Linked DNA regions of Mus musculus: regions 1, 3, 4 and 5 are each linked to region 2. A link is a contact called in public Hi-C, HiChIP or PLAC-seq and promoter capture Hi-C data. All regions are on one chromosome and are shown on one strand. The core of a region is the stretch at or near the end of the contact, and the rest is flanking DNA. Distances in the headings are between cores, read along the strand shown. Region 1 holds the start of Vangl2 (VANGL planar cell polarity 2). Region 2 holds the start of Cadm3 (cell adhesion molecule 3). Region 3 holds the start of Pea15a (phosphoprotein enriched in astrocytes 15A). Region 4 holds the start of Kcnj10 (potassium inwardly-rectifying channel, subfamily J, member 10). Region 5 holds the start of Dcaf8 (DDB1 and CUL4 associated factor 8).

Region 1 (2,700 bases), core at 35-2,534, 1.3 Mb after region 2:
CTGTCCTCATTTGGGGACTGGTTCGAATGTATAACAGAGATGTGCCTGAGTTTTAGGGAAGACTCCATTAGAGAAAGGAACAGAGACTGGGAGTCGCCTTCTCTGGGATTTCTTAATCACAGGGTTGGGAGGGGCAGGTATCAGAATTGGAAGGTGGAGATGGTGGGGGTGTGGAAACGTGTTCGAAGATGCTTTTGAAGCGGCACTGTTCTAGGTAAGTGGCAGGTTACAAGGTAAATAGTACTAGCAGCAATGTAATAATGTAATAATACTTTTGCTTTCATTCACTCCGAGGGCAACCTGGCCTTCCCACAGCTACTTTATGGTGGGCTCGTCCCTGTTGGGTTCCTAGGCACTTTAGCAACTCTAACTGGTTTGTTTCTTAGTGTGCTCTGAACTGGAAATGCCCTAAATGTGCCAGATATTTTATTCTAGCCTACATTCCCTGGGTCCTACCTGCAAAGCTAAATTAGCCAAAAGTTTTGGAGTTCCGCATCCACCCGGGTTTTTTTTTTTTTTTCCTCTCTCTCTAGGCTTCCTGGGAGAAGGCCCCCCTCTCCTCTGGTGCCCCAAGTCGCGGGCCCTCGTCTTCTCCCCCTCCCCCTCTCCCCTAGGGCAGGATTCCCTTTGTAATTAATCCCAACACTCAAACCAGAGGGGAGGAAAACGTGTTAATGAGTGAGCGTCCCAGTCTGACTAGGCGGTCTTCGCTCACAGCTAGAACACCGAGTAATTAAATTATTTTTGGAAGAAGGAGGGGTATGGTGTCAGGGAAATACCGTATACATGGGAGAGGGGCCTGTCTCTTGTCACTAATTAATATCAGGGATGACCCTTTTCGCAGTTCTAGGCCGGAGGGGACCAATCTTCCCCACGTCTCAGATTCCACTGGAGTTTGTGAGACCAGGTTTGTGGTTCTAAAGAAGAGAATATGGCCAACATCAGGGCCTAGGGGAAAGGTTTTCAATCGGGGGTCGAAGAAGACAGCTCCAAGAGGGGCTGCGGGCTGGACCAAAGCCAAGAGCCGAGGCAGCTTCGAGCACACCTTCCTGGCCAGGTCTGGAAGCCAGGAGCGGATTCCCAGGATCCAGAGGGCGCAGGGCATGGCCAGGCGCAGGGCTGGGGGTGCCGCGACTCGGGGAAGAGCCGGGCCGCAGACAATGGACGCAGCAGCGGGAGGGGCGGCGGCTGCGGGAACAGCCGGGAGGCGGCACCTGGGAGCTCTCTCCCCGCCCCCTGCCCCCTTCTGGTCCCCTCCCCCTCTGGTCCCCTCCCCCTCCGCCGCCGGCTCCAGATCTGATTCCTGATCCCCGATTGCTTGGTTCTGGGTCCCGCCATGGGAGCCTGAGTGCCCTGCAGTCCCCTCCGGCCCCCTGCCCCCGGGGCCTCGAGGGGGAAACAGGCGAGTGGTCTGGGACGGAGCCGGGGTGAGCGACCTCAGGAGCCCCCCTCGTCAACCCCCATCGCCCGCGCTGCCGGTTCTGGAGCGCGGAGTTCGGAAAGACCGGGTGCGCTGCGGATACAAAGGCGCGGAGCGGAGTGGGGCGTGCGCCCAGTCCACCGGGCTGTTCGCAGTGGCGGGTGAGTGGCGGGCCGCGGGGGCGCGGGCAAAGTTTGCGGAAAAAAAAAAGGAAAGAAAGAAAGAAAGCAACAGAAAAAAGAAGGAAACCATGCAAAAGACCAGGGAGCGCCCGGCCCTGGAGAAAGCAGGATGGCTTCTGGGGGAAGGGGGGCTTGAGGCACCCCCTTCCGGTCTGTCCTCCACTGCACAGCGGAGTAACCCCAACTTTGGGGAGGGGAAGGGGCGTATGGGGAAGGGGCGGAGCCCAGGCCTTAAGAGCCGGGGACTTTCCTGGGCCGGGGGGCCCAGGGCGGGCGCCTGAACGATCCCAAGGGAACCCATTGAAGCCGGGGATTGGGTAGCGTGTGTTGGAGGTGGTGGGAGAGGCCGTGGAAGGATCGGAGGCTGGAGGTATTGGAAGCTGAAGGTATGTAGGGATGCATACACACCTTTGGAGTGTGGGGAGGAAGGGGCAGGTATGTGTTTAGGGGGTAGAGTGGATCCTTGAGAGATGGCCCCGCACAGCAGTGTGTGTGTGTAGCCCAAGGATGGGACTTGCGGCGATACTGGTGAATGTGTGTTGGGGTGTGTGTGGGGAACCAACGACATCATATTTGTCCCTTGTCCTATTTACTCATCGAAGGTCCTAAGCACTGCATTAGTGAGTTTTAAAGGGTTGGTTGGGGGATCAGTATGCATGATTCTTTGTTTTGTGTGTGTATGTGTGTGTGTGTGTGTGTGTGTGTGTGTGTGTGTGTGTGCATATACGCTTTGACGTACTGCGTGTTCCTGCAGGTGGGCCCTGGGTTTGGATGTGTAGATGTTTCTCTCTCTCTCTCTCTCTCTCTCTCTCTCTCTCTCTCTCTCTCTCTCTCTGTGTGTGTGTGAGAGAGAGAGAGAGAGAGAGAGAGCTGACCACACACATCTGCTGTGTATTTGGGTATGTATTTGTGTGTATACTCAAGGGAAGGGGTGTGTGTCTGTGTGTGTATGTGCTGAGAGAGGGGCTTATGGGAAAGAGATGGGCAGGTATTAGAGAAGGTGGGTTTATAAAAGCTGAATGGGTGGTAGGCATATATGGGGTAGGTGTGTATGCACCTGTGTGGTGGGAAGGGGTGTGAGTGTGTGTGTGTGAATCT
Region 2 (2,700 bases), core at 178-2,677:
AATATCGGAGCAGACCCAGACCAGCCTGCAGGGGTGCCCTGAACAGTACTCTCTCAGCCCCAGATAACTGCCTGTCACTTAGACAAGGCTTTACTGGTTACGAAATATGTTCTGCAGGCTGTCCCCAGGTTCTTAGGTGACAGAGACATTGGCTACATCACCATAAAGAGTTAAGAAGCCTTGACATAAGGAAGGAAAGATTACCCAAACATTAAATACTAGCAGAGGAAAGCAGCACAGAAAATGGACTGGAGATGTTACTAGAACCACCCACATCCCACTTGTAGAATAAAGCACTATGTACTTTTCTTTACCATTCCTAATGCTGGATCTTTTATTTCTAAGTGAATGTAAAACCTGGATTAGATCTGCTAACTTCCTTTGGGTTAGATCAGGTATACTCTAAGAATTCTTGGCATACCTAAAATTCCCTGATTTCTAAAATTTAGAAATGTATTCTCCAAAGCTAAATTTCGACCAAACGAACCCAGAAAGATCCTTTTTTTTAAACACACCAAAACTCTTTCAGAGATAACCTAGAAGAACAGCAAACACTAGGGACTCGGGACTTTTTGAATGTGAGCAAGTTGCAAACACAGTCTTTCTCATCCATCTCCTCTATAGCCTCAGGGAACAAGAGCTGCATTACTCACTGCTTCTTGGTCTGTAAGAGGGTCTGTGAGTCTGGCTTTCACCCTGGGTTCTTACTAGCTAAAAGTTGAGAAGAGCCCCTGAAAGACCGAGCAGAAAGGATATTGAGAGGCTAGTTTCAGGAAAGAGGGTCTAAGACAGAGCACGGAGGAGGAAAATACCAAGTAACTTTACAGGATACTTCCTTGTTTAGTGTCTGGAATAACGTCTTTAAAGAAGGCTTGAAGGAGATTAGGTTCGGTGGCCTCCTGGGGTCGGCTTTGCAAGGGATGTTGCCTGGAACCACAAATTGTTGCTGGACAGTTAAGAAGAGGGTCTTGAGTAAGAGAACTACGGAGGTTTATGCTTAGGAGAATGCCTTGAGTAATTAGGTACCCTGGGGAGGCATCCTTGGTCACAGTGGAGAGGGGTGTCCTAGCTTTGGGGATCCCGGTTGCCTAAGGAGAAGGCGGGGCCGGAGGACCTCAGGCAAGTGGGCACGCCCTTGCCCAGGCCTGCAGTGGACTCTGTCGCCAGCTGGCCCACCGCCCTGTCCACCTCCCCTCTCTCCACCCCAAGCATAAGAGGGGTGCGCATGGGGTCCCACTTCTGAGTCAGCTCCCTCCCTTTGCTCCACACCCGAGTGATGCTGGAGGAGCTCCCGGGGGAGAAGATGGAAGGCACCACAAAAGCGCGGAGGGGGTGTGGGAGGCGAGGGGGAGTAGGGAATGCGGCATCCAGGCCCCCCCGCCACCAGCCCAGCCCCCCGTCACCACCCCTCCACCTCCAACCGAATGGTTTGCTCCGAGCGCCCTATTTAATCCCGGCGACTGCAGCAGCGCCGGCTCCCTCCCGGTACCCGCCTCGGCCCCGGGCTTGGAAGCCGCTCCGGGGTTGCCCCTTTGGACAGCGACGCCGGCTACCCAGAACCCCCGGCCCCAGTCCCCGGAGATCTAGGCTCGCCAGCGCCCAGCCAGGGAGGTGGCCAGGAAGCGCGATGGGGGCCCCTTCCGCCCTGCCCCTGCTCCTGCTCCTCGCCTGCTCCTGGGCGCCCGGCGGGGCCAATCTTTCCCAGGACGGTGAGTGAGGGAGGGGGCGGCGCCAGGGGAGGTGGCCAGTGCCCCGAGGTGGGGGTTCAGACGGGGAGCCGGGCGCAGGGAGCCTGTTGGCTTTGTTTGGAAGCGAGGGTTCAAGTCGCCAGCCTCTTGGAATACCCTTGTGTCTGTCTCTGAGCATCGCTGTCTCTGAGGACCGTGGGGTGTGCCGGCGTGTGCACCTCCTATGTACACGACCGACTGTGTATGTCTACGTGTGCAGCAGGGATGTGGATCTCGGGGGTTGCTGTCTATTTTGAGCAACCGGGGTCTGGATGTGTTGATGTCCGTGTGTGTCTGGGTGTGCGCGTCTATGTTGGTGTCTGGGGCTGCGTTTCTGTGTCAGAGTCTGTGTGTATGTCTGTGTCAGTGTGTGTTGGGGGCGGAGTGAGATTTGTCGCTGTTTCAGTCAGGGCGTGTGTTGGGTGTTTCTGTATGTATGTCTGTAGGGGTTGGGTGGCCAGAACGATCCCCAAAACTGCTGTATGCAAACATTTCTGCTCCCCCGCGCGTCCCCCACCCGCCGCGGAGCTCTGAGTGGGCAGGCAAGGGGGCCTGGGTGAGGCTGTCGAGGGGGGCGTGGGCAAAGGAGAGGGGGCTTCTCCTTGAAGCAAAACAACAACACAGGGCGGAGGGGGCCCCACTTTGGCTCTAGTCCTAGTGGTGCTAAAATCTGGGCAAGGAAACCTATACTTGGGTGCGGGGCAGCAAACGGAGAGAGCAAGATATTTGGGGAGAAGGATCTATGGGAAAACCAAAGCTTTCCTGGGCTGAACATTAATTTCTCCAAATTTAGGGTGGGGTAGCAGACTAGCCTCTTTGCCCCAGTCTAAAACTCAACCCTTCTTAGGTTTGTAAAGGTAAAGAGGTGAAGGAAGGGAGTGGGGGGGGGGGGAATGAAGAAAGGAGGCGGGGCCAGGGGAGAGGGGACTTGGGGAAGAGCCCCTCCCGCCCCAGGCCAAGCTATGTAGGTCAG
Region 3 (2,700 bases), core at 168-2,667, 1.2 Mb after region 2:
ATCACATGTAATGGATAACTAATAGGTAATTGGGTATTAGGTTACATCATAAAAATATTATGGGATTCACTTCATATAGATCAAAAGATACTAGACTACATGTCTTTGATTTTTTTTTTTTGCACCTATCTGGTACCAGTCCCTAAAAACTTTATTATTCCTGATTCTCAGAAGAACCCTATGAAGTGAGACTGGTATCCTCAACTTTATGGACTTAATTTGTCTATGGAAACAGAATAAGTATAAAGTCCACATTCTCTGTGTTTTGCTCTGCCTCATTTGTCTCATGTAAATGTGGTATGTCTATGCAAAAGTGTACAGTCACTCTGTGTCTCAAAGATGGGTCAACATGATAGATTCCGACCCTACAGCGACTCAGAAACAAAAGCAACTTCTGAGGGTATATTAGTTACCCTCAAAGGAGCAATGGGCAGCCATGTGGGGGGTGGGGGTGGGGCTGGGGGTAAGAGGAGCAAAGAGAAGAACTATATATGAAACCTAAGGCACAGGACCAGGACCTGCTCCTCCCAGAAGAAGGGGCTCATCTTAGGCTTCTGGAAGGGTCTCTGATCAGCTGGACCTGAAGGCAAAATGGGGTGTTCCTGGTGGTGTGCAAACATTGAAGCCGTTCTCAGGGTCAGGCACTTGCAGAGCTGAGCTGACGCCCCTCATGGAGGTAGGGTGAAAATCGGATGCTTCTCCAATTCTCCCTCCTCCCTCCTCCCTCTTTCAGCCCGGCTGAGTGAGCCTCTGGAGGAGGAAAGTCCCTGAGGTGTAGGGGAAGTGAGAATTATCACACTGGGCCTAGGCAGAAGGACAGAGCTAGGAGACAGCTAAGTGTGGCTTTGTTGTCTATATTTGCATGCTGAGCTCATGGCTTTTTTCCTCCAGAAAATAAAATTACATCATAGTGTGTGGGGGTGTGGGGGTGCGTGTGTGGGGGTATATTTGGGAAAGGCAGGAGGTGCTCAGGGGTCCAGCTGCTATTATACACAAGAGCTCATGGCCCCGGGCCAAGTAAAAGAGATTTCCCTGTTGCTGCCTGCCCCTGTCCCATTTTTATTCCTAGCGTGGATAAACTTGACCGTTTCCTACTGAGTCTCTGATCTATAAGGCTAGGAAATAGGATTTCTAAATACCAAAGCGAAGTAGCTAAGAGAACCCAGAGGCCATAGGTCTTCCAAATCCCCCAATCCAAATTGATCTGCCTTCCAGGGGTCCTGGCCATCGTGACCAACCAAAGGTCAGAGGGCAGGAAAGTGACCCATTAGGAAAAAAACGAGGATCTTCTCACAGTTTAAGGGGAAGAGTCCATATTCCATCCCAGTCCTGCCCCCATCCTAGGAGCCTTCCAGAACCCCAGTCCCCAGTCCCTGTCCCCTCCTGCTTCCCCTCCCCCTTTCCTCCCCGCTCCCCGCCCCCCGCCCCTCCCCGGCTCTGACATCACCGGCCAGTCGGGTGGGGTGAGGCGGTGCTGGGCTCAAGCTCTGCTCCACGGGCGGAAGAGGCGGCGGCGGCAGGATCGGCGGCAGCGGTGGCAGGAGCCAAGGAGCAGGCTCCAGACGCTGCTTAGGAACCGGGGACCCGGGAGTGCCCGCACCCTGAGCTCTCAGCTCCGGAGGCGGTGAGAGGGGCAGAGGGAAGATGTGTCGTGGGGAGGAGGTAGATTGGGGATCTGGGTTTGGAGGGTCACGATCCCGGACGCAGGGGACAAATAGGGGAGCTTGAGGATTCAGACAGGTCCACGGTGTCAGGCTCCATGGGGTCCTTCTCTGTCCATGCATCCAGAGACTGGAGAGTGTCACAGGCAGCGTGGCTTCATCCGCCCATTCCGTGCTGAACAGCAGTTTGGGAGTCCGACGGGGCCTGGGGATTAGGATGTAGCCTGCTTCCCGCCCAGCCGGCCGAGCCAGGCCAGCTCCCGCCCCTCCCTCCTCGCTTTAGCTTCGGACTCGCCTCTGCAGGCGTCCAGGCTCAGCTCAGCCCTGCTTCAGTTCCTCCGGCAGCAGGCAACTGGTCTGGGTACTCTCACACCCAGTTTACTGCATCTGAGGAGAGTGGGATTGGTGGAAGCTTGCCCAGAGGAAAGGGGCTGGGGATACATAGGAATGATGTAGCCAATATAAAGACACTAATTTTTAAAACAATCCTTGTCAAAACCGACAGGGACAGAAACACACCTTTAAGAAAAAAAAAAAGACAGCCAACCACACAGTGACACACACCCATGTGACTTACACACATCCTCTCATACAAACCAAATCACAACACCCCTGCACTAGGCATCCACCCACCCACCACAACCCGTTTGTTACCTCCCATGTGGAGTCTCCTTGACCAGCATCAGTCTTAACACGAATGTTCAGTAGTGGGTGGAAAGGACCACTGTCCACAAACACACCCAGATTTTACAGTTTTAGTGGGCAATACCTCAAGGACTGGTGAGCCTGTGCTCTTACCTGGGTGAGGGGCTTCTTGTGACCTTTGTTGCTGACTGCCAGTTTAGAGCATAGGGTACCTGGGAGTGGCTAGAGCCTGGACATCAATATGGCCAAAGGATGGAGGAAGGAGTAGAAGCCAGGGAGAGGGTGAAAAGAATGAGTCAGCCAAGGATGGAACCCAAGTCAGGGGGAGAGAGAATGAGAGGAATGTGTGAGAAGACAGGGAGAGCTGACCAGAGAGCCACAGAGAAAAGGAAAG
Region 4 (2,700 bases), core at 150-2,649, 1.0 Mb after region 2:
TAACTGCCGGCTCATGGCGCCAGTCTCTCCATGCCCACTCTGTGCCTTCCATGTAACCCCAAACAGGAGGCTCCCAAGGCGTCTTTTACCATCTCCTGTCCTCTTGGACTACCTAAAGCCGCCTGTCCCATAGGGAGAAAAACATTTCAAACACCACAGCAAGGGCTCTCTGGCCAGAAACCTCTCATCAGAATTTGTATCGATACGCAACCTAAGCAGGCTTTAAGCTTTGCCTTCCCTTGGATCCAAATCTGTCTTTATTTCTGTGCACCCTCGCCTCTCTCCGTCAGCCTCAGTCTGCCCAGGGCACTTCAGTTACTGAAATGAAATCCCGAGATACCAGAAGTCCTACCCCTAAATTTTTTCTTTCCCAGGTTTGTCCTTCTGGCCATTCTGGGCCTCGGGTCTCCTCCCTAGAATCAGTTCCATCCTAACATGACTGCCCTTGGTCAGTCCCTGATGGGGCAAGACAGAGAGTGGGAGAGGGGATCCCTAAAGGATGAATTCATAGGCACTAATCTACCCTGCTCCAGAAGAAACATCTTCTTCTGAGATTGTCCTTGTGAGGCAATTTCAAGGATTGAGGGATGTCGGTAGGGAGGGGGTCTCAAAGTGGGAACCCAGAAGGAAATGAAGAGGGTCCCAGGCACATCAGGGTGACTGCGTCTTCTAATCTAGTGCTTGTCTTTCTCCCCATGTGTAAACAAACTGGTGCTCAGAAGACCGTCAATGAGTGTCACTGTGTGAATGTCACTGCAAGGGGGAAGGGCTGGAATCAGGAGTAACTTATCTCTACTGGGAGCAAGGGGCAGTGTCTCTATTCCTGTGTGGGTGGGTGCAGGCTTATGTGTGGTAATTAATTACTCTAGTAACCGGATGAGCCCCATGCAACTGCAGGTCTGCCAAGTGTCATGAGGAGGGGATATCATGGAAGCCCCTTTCTTAGATGGAAGACCCGAGGTGAATAACCTGAGTAAAGTACTCTTGATGAGGGGCCCTTCCCAGGAAAGTCCACTTGGAACTGCCAAGACTGAAGGAGGGAGACCCGGATTGTACTGATAGGGTACAACCAGCTTCCGTAGGGACCAAAGGGTTAGGGGGATCCGATGGATAAGTGGATAGGACCCAGCACTCCTTTATCAGGGCCAGAGTCTTACCTTGGCTCGAAGGTGAAGTGGCTGCTCTGATAAATCGCGGGGCAGCGGGACAGATGAACAGACGGGGCGGGCAGGAGCGGCGAGCGGAGCTGTGCGACAGGCAGGGCCAAGACTCTTAAACCCGGAGCTGGAATCAGATAAGGGTTTGTCCGGGGGCCGGGGCCGGGGTCGGGCCGGCCGGGGGCAGAGTTGGGCCGGGCCGGGCCGCCCCCTCCCTCTGCAGTGCCGAAGCCAAACTTTGTGTGAATGGAGGGGCCCGGCGGGGGTCGGGAGGGCGGAGGCAGAGGGGGGAGCTTGGAGCCGGCCAATGGCAGATCGGAGCGCCAGATCAGCGCCTGGGGATTGGAGAGATTTGGGCAAGGCAAGGGGCGGGGCTTAGGGGATAGGAAGCGCAAACCCAGACGGACTAGGGTGCAGAAACACTCGAAGAACAGAGACCCAGACAGAGTCCCGGAGAAAGAGAGATGAAGAGACGATACGCGTAGCGATAGAAGCCGAGCTGGCAAGATGACAGGGGGGAAGAGAAAGAAGAAAAGTGAGGCGGCCGTGTCAGAATGGAGGAACCAGGACGAGGGCCGCGGGGGCGGGACTGGGCCCCAGTTAATGAGGTGGAAATGAATTCAGGACGGGCTGCGACTGGGACCGAGACTGTGGCAGACTTGGCCTGGGTTCCTGGGGCTACAGGGCTCTGGCATCCTGTACAATTTCCAAGTTATTCGCTGTTCCCTGTGTAGAGAGTGCGGCGTGGGGTGCAAAAGAGGACCAAACATCATCTCCATCTGCAGCAACTTCTCCTGCAAGGAAAAATAAGCCGCAGTACGGTGCAAAGTGTGGGAGACATCCAAAGCTGTGGAAGAAGAAGGAAGGGTCACTATTTAGGGGGTTCCCCACAAATGTTCGAGGAAAGAGATAACGTCTACGTAGGTTCTAGGAATGCAGGAGGCCCAGGTCCAAGGAGATGGCAGAAAGAATACTGATGACAGAGGAACTGCCATTGTGAAGTCCTGTGGGAACACAGACACATCAGCTTAGGAAATAGCGTCAAACTCTTCCCATCCACTATGTACTCTCATTATCTGATCTGTTTTGAGTGATTTGTACCCTCTATCTGATGCATGGCATACACTAAAGAAGAAAATAAAGACGTCCCACTTTTATTCATAACAGACATTGAACTACATATCAATAGACTGCTTTACTTACTGTGTTAATATAAATTCAGGATTGAAAGCAGGGAAACTATATATATTTTAGTTTAGCTTAAAACTCTCAAAATGCATAAGATGAAGAATACATGTGCCTTTTGAAAAGGCCTCTTTGGGGCTGAGGGTGTTGTAGCTGAGAGGTAGAATGCTTGTCTTGGGTTCCATTCATCACCAGCACAGAAAGAAGAATGGGAGGGGGGAGGAGGGAGGGAGAAAGAGAGGGAGGGAGAGAAGAAGGGAGGAAGGAAAGGAAGGAAGGAAGGAAGGAAGGAAGGAAGGAAGGAAGGAAGGAAGGAAGGAAGGAAGGAAGGAAGGAAGGAAGGAAGAAGGAGAGAGGG
Region 5 (2,700 bases), core at 200-2,699, 1.2 Mb after region 2:
TTTAACCAAAATTGTAACAAAGCTGCTAACAATATCCAAACTTGCGGAAACAGGGGTAACAATTGTTGAGTTTAGCGGTCTGCACTTTCGCATGAGGAAAGGGTCTTGAATTGAGGAATTAAACGCCTTCAATGCCACTCACCTTCCTGCTTTTATCGCCGACCGAAGTCAGGCCCAAGATCCTGAGAAAACTGGTCTGGAGGTTCGCTGAAGAACTGAGAAAAGTGAAAGTTTACATGGCAAAGGCGTCTCTTCTGAAAGTAGCCAAAATATTTATGACCACACTTTAATGTTTTTTTTTTTAAAGTCTCCTCACAACTATTTAAAACCAAAACAACTTACCTAACTCAATTCTGACTACTGAACAAAACCCATGCCCGTAATGGAAACACAAAGGATTAACACAAGATTTAAACGCCAGGCAAAGTTATCTCCCAGCTCCACCAAGGCTAAAGAGTCACTTATGAGGAAAACCTGTATCTTTTCAACTCTTAAACCAAACCACCCGTCTCAAGCAAACTCCGGAGCAGGGGGGGGGAGGGGAGAATCCGCGGGAGAATGTGATCGCTCTAGTGCGGGTTTGTTTACAGACTACACCAACAATCATGAGTCAGAAATTCAAGCCGCCAGATGCTTTCCAACTAATAAGGACCAAGCGGGACCGTTCTAAGGTGTCCTAAAAGATTTCGGGACACGGGGAGGGGAAGTACATTAAGAGAACTAGATCACAAAGCATTCAAGAACAGACTGCCAGTTTCTTGGACCTCGGCCTTCCGTACGAGGTGCTGGGCCTGAGATCTTGGGATGGGGGAAGGGGGCACACTGCGCGGTGGCCCTGAAGTGACTAGGAGACGCCAACAGAGCCGGGTCCCCAAATTATAAAGGGAGAAATGAGAGTTTACGAATGGGTCACCGGACGAACGAGAAGCCCCTGTGAGTCATGGGGTTGGCCCTAGGGGGCAACCCCGTGGACCGACCCGGGCAGAGGACGAGTCCTCCCAGCACCGACTCGGAGGAGGGGAGTAAGACTTAAAGTCCGGGAGTTTTAGGAAAGGGATCGGGCCTGTCCTGCGGGGAAGCGGTCAGGGAGAGGGGGGAACAGGCCGAGCCGGACGAAACACGGACCCGGTAGGTCAAGGGGAGGGCGTCCGGCTGGGGCAGTTACAAGCACGGGAGCTGGCGAGGCCCGGCAGCCCGCTTCCCATCTAGGGTCATCCTTCTGCCAGCGGATGCTCCGACTGTTCCAGGCCCAGCCGCCCCGTCCACTGCCGCCACCAACGCCGCCGCCATCTTACACTGGCCAGCGGCAGCCACCACCACCGTCTCGGGTCTCCGCGCCTGCGCCTGCGCCGTCACGCTTTCCGGCGGGGTTTGCGACGCTGTGCTGGAGGAGACTGAGCGAGAGCGGTCCCGCGAGCTCTGGGCTCCCAACCCTCCCGGTGGCCGCACAAGGGGCGGAGCCTCGGGCCAACCGAAGCCGCGAGGGGCGCGTGCGCGGGGCGGAGGAGTCAAGTTGTTTTCGTACTTTGAGAGTGATGGCTTGTCTCCTGGTATTCAAAACACATGCGATCTAGGGGCTCCTTGGAGTTGTGCCGGAAAATGAACCTCATTCCAAAGGCTCTGGCAGGCAAACTTCTAGGTGTCCTCCAGGCCTGAGGTTCTAATTCTTGCCATATTTTTTTGTTTGTTTGTTTCCTTGTTTAAAGAAAAACCCCTTTCTCCTTTCAGGCTCAAAGCTGCATTTCCTTCAATGGCTTCTTAAGAGGCCTTCTGCCAGCACCCATTTGTCCATTTGTTTAAAAGAGTCACTAAGGTTTGGGGATGTTGGAATGCTTCCTAAGGGTCTAAAAGTTTTAAAAGTTTGATCCCCACACCTGGGGGTGGGAGTGACACGGCTTAGAAACAGGATTTATTTATTCATTTGAAACAGGATCTTTCTACCCGGGCTGTCCTGGAACTGTAGATCTCACAGAGATCACCCACCTGCCTCTGCCTCTCAGGCGCTGGGATTAGGATTAAAGGCGCTCAACGCTGCAGAGTTTAATTTTTTAAATGAGCATACAAACTAACAGGTTACAAACTAGCACTCAGGAGGCTGAGACAGGATATACACAAGTTGGAGGTCAACCTAGAACAACGGATAGTAAGTTCGGGGCTAGAATAAGTCCTTCCCCGATCCCCAACACACACACACACACACACACACACACGCAATAGGTTTCCATGTGGCATTTTCATATGTATGTGTCATGCCTGTTTCTTCATGGCCCCCTTCCCACTCATTTTCCCCTTCTTGGTTACCTTCCTCCAATAACTACCACTAAGTTTTGTGACTAGTGTATACTCCATTCTCTTTTCTTAGCTTTCCTTCAACTCTCTTTATATCTCTTCCTTGCCTCTCAGTCTCCTGTCTACTTTGTTGTTAAATATGAATACGTGTGTGTAATTAATAGACATATGTATACATGAACTTAAATCCAGATTCTGCATATGGGAGAGGACATGCCATATTTGTCTTTCTGAGTCTAACTTATGTTGTTTATAATCTGCAAATACTATTTCATTCTTCATAGTTGATGGATCCTATTGTGTATATATTCTATATTTTCTTTAATTCATTCATCTGTTGATAAATATCTAGGTTTATTCATAATTTAGCTGTTGTGAAAATACAGCTAAAACATGGATACGCCACATAAC

The links. Promoter capture Hi-C pulls out the DNA fragments that hold promoters and counts their contacts. Hi-C and Micro-C count contacts between places; a contact is called where the count stands out from the background. HiChIP or PLAC-seq counts read pairs in DNA pulled down with a chosen protein or histone mark.
Region 1: a contact with region 2 is called in an H3K4me3 HiChIP or PLAC-seq map of embryonic forebrain, with 7 times the contacts expected there. The contact joins the promoter of Vangl2 here to the promoter of Cadm3 in region 2. A contact is called at or near these places in 6 of 39 promoter capture datasets (the 3T3-L1 cell line, hippocampal neurons, liver and 2 more) and 5 of 115 datasets of contacts at active chromatin or transcription factors (astrocytes, differentiating embryonic stem cells, embryonic forebrain and 2 more).
Region 3: a Hi-C map of cerebellum shows a contact between it and region 2, with 2.3 times the contacts expected there. The contact joins the promoter of Pea15a here to the promoter of Cadm3 in region 2. A contact is called at or near these places in 2 of 39 promoter capture datasets (hippocampal neurons and maxillary cranial neural crest), 1 of 484 Hi-C or Micro-C datasets (cerebellum) and 1 of 115 datasets of contacts at active chromatin or transcription factors (embryonic forebrain).
Region 4: a promoter capture Hi-C map of embryonic stem cells shows a contact between it and region 2, with 4 times the contacts expected there. The contact joins the promoter of Kcnj10 here to the promoter of Cadm3 in region 2. A contact is called at or near these places in 4 of 39 promoter capture datasets (cranial neural crest, embryonic stem cells, pre-B cells and 1 more), 4 of 115 datasets of contacts at active chromatin or transcription factors (astrocytes, embryonic midbrain and embryonic stem cells) and 1 of 9 other capture datasets (embryonic stem cells).
Region 5: a promoter capture Hi-C map of hippocampal neurons shows a contact between it and region 2, with 2.8 times the contacts expected there. The contact joins the promoter of Dcaf8 here to the promoter of Cadm3 in region 2. A contact is called at or near these places in 1 of 39 promoter capture datasets (hippocampal neurons) and 2 of 115 datasets of contacts at active chromatin or transcription factors (astrocytes and embryonic forebrain).

What each region holds. Positions count from the first base shown.
Region 1 is chr1:172,025,879-172,028,578 of GRCm38.p6, reverse strand. It overlaps Vangl2 (VANGL planar cell polarity 2), which reads left to right and starts at 1,284. Exons shown (of 8, transcript NM_033509.4): 1 at 1,284-1,581.
Region 2 is chr1:173,366,422-173,369,121 of GRCm38.p6, reverse strand. Cadm3 (cell adhesion molecule 3) reads left to right here and starts at 1,427. Exons shown (of 9, transcript NM_053199.3): 1 at 1,427-1,709. The coding sequence starts at 1,628. It also overlaps a transcript of Aim2 not described here.
Region 3 is chr1:172,205,521-172,208,220 of GRCm38.p6, reverse strand. Pea15a (phosphoprotein enriched in astrocytes 15A) reads left to right here and starts at 1,417. Exons shown (of 4, transcript NM_011063.3): 1 at 1,417-1,624. Gm17224 (a long non-coding RNA gene) reads right to left here and starts at 1,238. Exons shown (of 5, transcript XR_865735.3): 1 at 1-1,238.
Region 4 is chr1:172,339,909-172,342,608 of GRCm38.p6, reverse strand. It overlaps Kcnj10 (potassium inwardly-rectifying channel, subfamily J, member 10), which reads right to left and starts at 1,399. Exons shown (of 2, transcript NM_001039484.1): 1 at 1,158-1,399.
Region 5 is chr1:172,146,764-172,149,463 of GRCm38.p6, reverse strand. Dcaf8 (DDB1 and CUL4 associated factor 8) reads right to left here and starts at 1,449. Exons shown (of 14, transcript NM_001357204.1): 1 at 1,126-1,449; 2 at 143-215.